2 separate regions of the Hordeum vulgare genome follow, and region 2 is linked to region 1. Evidence: chromatin contacts called from public Hi-C data. All regions are on one chromosome and are shown on one strand. Each heading gives the region's core, a stretch centred on a gene start, on an enhancer-like site or on the middle of the called end of the contact. The rest is flanking DNA. Distances are from core to core; before and after follow the strand shown. Region 1 holds the start of LOC123448853 (exonuclease DPD1, chloroplastic/mitochondrial-like). Region 2 holds the start of LOC123448855 (COBRA-like protein 7).

Region 1 (3,431 bases), core at 666-3,165:
ACCTGCAATCATTGAATTCCATGAGACCAGGTCCTTGACAGGCATCCTCTTGAAAATCTGATATGCCTTGTCTAGCTGTCCTTCCTTCAGGAATCCCATAAGCATCAAATTACCATGGAAAGGATCAGTACTCCACTCAAGCATTGGCCAATACAGCTCACATGCTTCCATCATGCGATCATGATCAATATACAACCTCAAAAGTGGAGCTATTATATCTTGGTTACGTAACAACCCAACTTTAGTGAGATGTGAGTGAATTTGCATGGTAGCATAGATGTCTGAACATTTTGAACAAGCTCTGAGGAGGAGAACATATGTTCTGTAATCAGGGCAAAATGTGGTAAAATGGCGCATAGTGCTATAGTCCATCAGTAACTTTTGTGGGGAGCCTTTCTCCAAAGACGCTCGAAGGATGGAATTGGCATATGGAAAGATGAGTCTCATGGGATGTTTCTTCAAACAGCTTGTGTAGGACATAGTGCAAATGGGCTGCTGAAGTGATTTCCTAGAATGCAGGCACAAAATTTATATTTTCTGAAGCTTGTAGTTCATTAACACCGGGCAGCTAGCAGCCTATTAATATAAAATATTCAGCAGCCTGATGTACAAATAATGTTAACTAAGATAATTATCCAAAATGAAAGTTGTGCTTATAGCTACCGAAATGAAAAATTAAGATCACCATTGATTCTTTACTTCTTGTGCGTGAAATTACCAATGCTAGTGCATAGTAAGTATGCTAAATATATTGCACATTTACACCGGTATGGCCAAATGTGCTTCATTACAAAAATACATCTACTAGCGAATCTCATGGTAAAAATTCTACATGATACTACCATGTATGTAAAACACTATCAAGCTCCCATTATACAGTACAATCTAAGATAATCCCAACAGCCAACAACAATGCTTGATAACCGAAATGCTTTAGGCTTTGATCCCTGAAATCCTTCCTACATTCACGTGCAGCTTGCGGTTCTATGACAACACCATTACCAAACAAACTAAAGGAAATCCAAGAACCAGCACAGGACATATTAAGGTCCATCGTCATTGCTATGGATATTGATAACCTCATTGTGCATCACTATGATGCAGAGGCCGGGGCTATCCCCTTTTCAAAACAAAAAAATGTTTTAGACTTTTAGTTTTTCTGTACAACTTTGCAAATGGAAATATTGTCCCGTTCTTAATAACAGATGCCAGGATATACATTTATACCAAAAGTACTAACTACTGGATAACAGCATGTACTGGAAACTCCACAGCTACGGGTAAGCGTGGCAACCGTAAATTCGTCCACGGCGACACTTCCTTCCATGGGCCTTCAAAACTAGGAAAAGAAACCTGATAATTCATCTACTCAAGAGGAACAGACCCGCGCCACCAAAGCCCCCAAACAGTATAAGACGGACCATGGTGCATCAACACGGCAACGGAAACGCCTAAAAGCTCAAGCACACTGTTTCAACAAGGCTCAACACCACCCACGGCAACGCAGCCGCACTGCTCGACGAAATGCCTCACCAGGAAACGAACCAAAACAGCGAATCAATGAGCACGGAGAACGAAGGGGAGGTACCTGAGCATCCGGCCGGCTGACCAAGATCCAATGGGATGGCGAAAGAGCGCCGCGGCTGGTAAAATTGGGAACAAGAAGGAAGGGAAAGCAAGCAAGCAGGCGAGCACGAAAGGTATATGCCTTGCGGAGATGCGAAGGCTTGTCGGCGTGCGGGCGGGAGAGGCGTGTGCGGCGTGGATGGGAGGAGCGGTGGAGGTGACGGGAGAGAGTGGAGCTTCGGGACAACCGGAGGGCGGGACGGAGAGGGCGCCCGGTGTTGGCGGATCAACCGCACCTCAGGCGTGGGAACGTGGGGTGGGGGGGGGGGGGGTGAGAGTGGCGCTCCGGCAAATGGCCACTCTGCGGCGTGGGGTGGGAGCATAGGTGGCCAACGGGCTAGCATGGGTCCGGCGCGTGACTAAATGGGCCTAGCCCAGCACAGCCCGCAGCAGCCTATTTATAAGCGGGCCATGCCATGCCGGCACATGGGCCTCACCTCAGCAGGAGGGTGTGTTGCTGAAAAGCCCACAAAGGAGGAACTTTCCGTCACACGAGATCGAGGATGGTGGATAAGAGTGGAGTAGCATAGGTAGCAAAGACATGAACAATGATGTTATTTTAGAAGTGGCATGTAGGATAAATGTGTTAGGGAACGTCGCATGGGAAACAAAAAATTTCCTACGCGCACGGAGACCTATCATGGTGATGTCCATCTACGTGAGGGGATGAGTGATCTACGTACCCTTGTAGATCGTACAGCAGAAGCGTTAGTGAACGTGGTTGATGTAGTGGAACGTCCTCACGTCCCTCGATCCGCCCCGCGAACAATCCCGCGATCAGTCCCACGATCTAGTACCGAACGGACGGCACCTCCGCGTTCAACATACGTACAGCTCGACGATGATCTCGGCCTTCTTGATCCAGCAAGAGAGACGGAGAGGTAGAAGAGTTCTCCGGCAGCGTGACGGCGCTCCGGAGGTTGGTGATGACCTTGTCTCAGCAGGGCTCCGCCCGAGCTCCGCAGAAACGCGATCTAGAGGAAAAACCGTGGAGGTATGTGGTCGGGCTGCCGTGGAAAAGTCGTTTCAATTCAGCCCTAAAACCTCCGTATATATAGGTGGGAGGGAGGGGACCTTGCCTTGGGGGTCGGCCGAGTCCAAGGGGGGAGGACTCCCCCCCCCCCAAACCGAGTTGGACTTGGTTTGGTGGGAGGGAGTCCCCCTTCCTTCCCACCTCCTCCCCTTTTTTTTTCTTTTCTCTTGATTTTCTCTTCTTGGCGCATAGAGCCCTTTCGGGCTGTCCCACCAGCCCACTAAGGGCTGGTGTGCCACCCTCAAGGCCTATGGGCTTCCCCGGGGTGGGTTGCCCCCCCCCCCCCCGGTGAACTCCCGGAACCCATTCGTCATTCCCGGTACATTTCCGGTAACTCCGAAAACCTTCCGGTAATCAAATGAGGTCATCCTATATATCAATCTTCGTTTCGGACCATTCCGGAAACCCTCGTGACGTCCGTGATCTCATCCGGGACTCCGAACAACATTCGGTAACCAACCATATAACTCAAATACGCATAAAACAACGTCGAACCTTAAGTGTGCAGACCCTGCGGGTTCGAGAACTATGTAGACATGACCCGAGAGACTCCTCGGTCAATATCCAATAGCGGGACCTGGATGCCCATATTGGATCCTACATATTCTACGAAGATCTTATCGTTTGAACCTCAGTGCCAAGGATTCATATAATCCCGTATGTCATTCCCTTTGTCCTTCGGTATGTTACTTGCCCGAGATTCGATCGTCAGTATCCGCATACCTATTTCAATCTCGTTTACCGGCAAGTCTCTTTACTCGTTCCGTAATAC
Region 2 (3,479 bases), core at 792-3,291, 750 kb after region 1:
TCTGCTTCACAAGGTAATTGAGCCCCTCAAGGCCCTGCATAAAGATTGTGTTATTGCCCTCTGCTGTTGCATTGAAAGAGTATGCCTTCTCAAATCCATCATACGCCTTGTCCATGACCATGGCAGCGAACCAGTTGGCCATGTCGACATCGCCCCAATTGAACAATGTCACCCGAGCACTCCAGCCCTTGTTGAAGTCTGATGAGACATGCCAATTGATGCTCACACCACAGAAATCACCGCAAGGCATTGGCCTAGGCACATTGTAGTGCTTCAATTGAGCCCATGCCTGCGCCTTCTGTGTACGGTTGTCGAACGGGACAAGCAGCGCCTCCGGTGGCAAGAGCATGGATGGGGCAGTCGTGCTGCAGGTAGGACCCCGGCGGTTCGAGGGGCAACCGCATGCACACGTGTTGCAGGGAATGACTGAGTCGTTGTAGTGAGCCGAGAAGGTGACACAGCACTTGGGCTTGGCCCCCTTGGCCGTGGTAATGTTGCACACCACCTGCCATGTCGCAACCGCCAGCGTTGTAGAGTCGAGCCCGCTGGGATCAGGGAACCCGGTGGGGCTGACAGGCACTGGCTGGCCACAGGCATAGTCTGGGTTCAGCGACGAGCCGCCAGAGATCTTGAAATTGGCCGGTGGGAAGAGCATGGTCCGGTTGGTATCCGGTGGCATCTTGAACACCTGCATTTGGAAGGCCGATTTTGACTGAGCCGCGTCCATGGACTTGGGCAGGATGGTGCCATTCCTGCAGCAATGCTCGATCTTCCCCATCTGGGTGTCATTGTACCGGGACAGCGGCAGGTCAAGGATGACGGGCTTCTTCTGGCAGTTGAGCACCTGGGAGAAATCCAGGCTCTGATAGTACTGGCCTGGTGCGCCATAGATGCAGTTACTGACGTCCACCGCCAAGGGGTGTGCGCCCTTCATCGAGTAAATGAACTCGCCGCGCCGCCACTCCCACGACAGCCGCCAGTTGTCGAGGCGGCCGAGCTTGGCGTTGTTCTCGAGCGTGACGAGCGCCAGGTAGCTGGTGGGGTATGCCTGGACGACGTCGTAGGTGATGACGAGGTCGCCGGTGCCGCGCGGGAGGAAGCTCTTGGTGGGGTCTGTGGAGTTGGCGTCGATGACCGTGACGTTGGCCTCGGCCTCGGGTGTGAGGAGGCAGCAGGTGGTGAACATGGTGGCGGTGACATTGGTCGCCGCCGGGCACTTGTAGTCCGGGTCGTCGAGCGACAAGGCGGTGGGCAGCGGATCCGGCACGAGGCCGAGAGGGCCGGCGAAGAGCGTGCCGACCAATCCGACCGAGGCCTGGATCTGCGTCATGTCCCCGGCGGTGGCAATTGGCGTGAGCAGGTCCGTCTGCGGGTAACCGGAGAAAGAGGTGGCGTTGCCGGCGGCTTCGGTGGTGTTGTAGGGCAGCTCTGCCCCGCCGGTGAGCACGGCGCCGCCGACGCCGACGAGGATCTCGTCGTGGCCGAAGGTGACGAGCATCGCCCAGGAGCGGAGCGGGCGGGTGCCGCCGTTGAGCACGGAGGCGTTGGCCTTGAAGGAGTAAGGCTGCTTGTTCCTGTCGCTGACGAAGGGGCGGATCTTCTCGCGGCTCTGGAGGATGTAGGTGAGCTGGATGCCGTTGCAGCCGGGGTCGGGCGCGGGCGCCACCGCCGCCGCGGGAGCCCTCGGCGTCTGCTGGGCGGCCGCGAGCCCCGCGAGCAGCAGGATGGCCCCGATGACCACGGCCTGGGCGGCAATCGAGCCGACCATGGCTGGATCGGCAAGGGAGGAGGCGATTTGGGGGGAGCGAGGGAGGGCGGGGCGAGGCAGCAGATAGATGAGGCGATTGGAAAGCGCGTGGCACAGCTGGGGAAGACGAGGGGGGTGGTGGGTTTGAACTGGCGGGGCGGCGTGCGTGCGACCGCGGCTTGCTTTGCTGCTTCCTCGCTCCCTCCGTGTCCGCGTTGTTTTATTTTCCGAGTTTCGGGAAGGCAGGCAGAGATGGACGGGGTTTTCTCGGTTTGAACAAAAGGGCGTGGAAAGCGACGCCGGCCGGAGAGGAGGCGAGGTCGGGGAGAGGGGAGGAGCGTGCCCCGATGATTGATTGACGGGCGGGCTTCGGGGTCAAGGAAGCGCGGGCCCGGCCCGGACACAGATGGTAGTAGAGTACTTGTGACGTGCTGACGCGCGGCGGCGGAGACTGTGCCAACGGTAGGGTTTCCACCGGCGTCGCGCGCGTGCTGGCCGTCCGATTCTAGCGTGCGCCGGAATGGATGGCTCGTGTTCTGTCGTTTCGTTTTGTGCGGCGGGGTGGGATGGGGCCCGGCCATGTGTGTCTCTCATGTGAGCTTTGCGAAGGTCCGTCGAAACCAGAGCCGACCAGGGATTCAGGGGATCCCAGGATGCTTGTGGGCCTTTCAGCGCTTCATGCATGGCAACTGGAAAAATGCAGGTAGGAAAATAGTTTTTTTTTTCTTGACACAAGGTAGCAAATCAGTTGATTGATTTCAACATACGGATCGTCGCAACACGTTTGCATGGTTTGATGATGAAACCTTTTTGTGAGACAAGTTTTGAAATATTTTGAATACATTTGCTATTTCAAATCTACATGAGAAATAACTATCTCACATCTAAATTCGTAGTCAACTTGCTCCAACCCCTATTTAGTTCCACGTCCAACCTCAACATGTAAATTCAGCCGACTCAGTTACATGTCAAGTCAAACATCCAACTCATGCCTGATATAGTTGCTTGTCCACACTGGACATGCAACTCGTTCCCAACTCAGTACCCTTATACAGTTGTACTCCCTTGTAAACTAATATAAAGTATTTAGAACACTAAATGTTTTTATATTAATTTACAGAGGGAGTGCCATTTTTTGCAAATACATTTCCACTTTGTAATGCACACTATATTTTTTTTAAGATACATGGTGAACATTTTTAACACACATTAACCTTTTTTAAATGCATGACGGAATTTTTTTCAAATATAGGCCCGAGCATTTTTTTTTAGAAACATGGTAAATATTTTACAAATTCCAACTGCTCATTTTTCTTAATGGTATGATTTTTTTTTAAGTTATGCGAACATTTTCTTTACATTGCATAAAAACAATTCTAGAAAATGTCATGATTTTTCTCAAATGTGTGAAGTTTCTTTAAAAAAATTATCACAAACATTTCTTTGAATGTGAAGATTTTTCCCATTGTATGGTGCATTTATTAAAACATCATAAACATCCATTTGAAAAGCAGGAACATTCTTAAAATTTCAACATCTTTTAAATGGTGACGAAAAATGTTTTTATTGGAAAAATATTATTATTATAAATCCTGAATAAATTTATTGGTGTTTTGTATAAAATAATTGGAATTTACAAAAGTGTCCATACTCTAAAAATAGTTTGGGGATTTTCAAAAATTCTCCATGCTTTCAAAATTTGTTCAAGAATAAATGTTTAGAATACCAAATT

What was found. Hi-C and Micro-C count contacts between places; a contact is called where the count stands out from the background.
Region 2: a Hi-C map of seedling shows a contact between it and region 1, with 4 times the contacts expected there. The contact joins the promoter of LOC123448855 here to the promoter of LOC123448853 in region 1. A contact is called at or near these places in 1 of 6 Hi-C or Micro-C datasets (seedling) and 1 of 1 datasets of contacts at active chromatin or transcription factors (embryo).

Annotation. Positions count from the first base shown.
Region 1 is chr4H:437,696,867-437,700,297 of MorexV3_pseudomolecules_assembly, forward strand. LOC123448853 (exonuclease DPD1, chloroplastic/mitochondrial-like) reads right to left here and starts at 1,916. Exons shown (of 4, transcript XM_045125880.1): 1 at 1,589-1,916.
Region 2 is chr4H:438,450,995-438,454,473 of MorexV3_pseudomolecules_assembly, forward strand. It overlaps LOC123448855 (COBRA-like protein 7), which reads right to left and starts at 2,042. Exons shown (of 1, transcript XM_045125883.1): 1 at 1-2,042. The coding sequence starts at 1,768.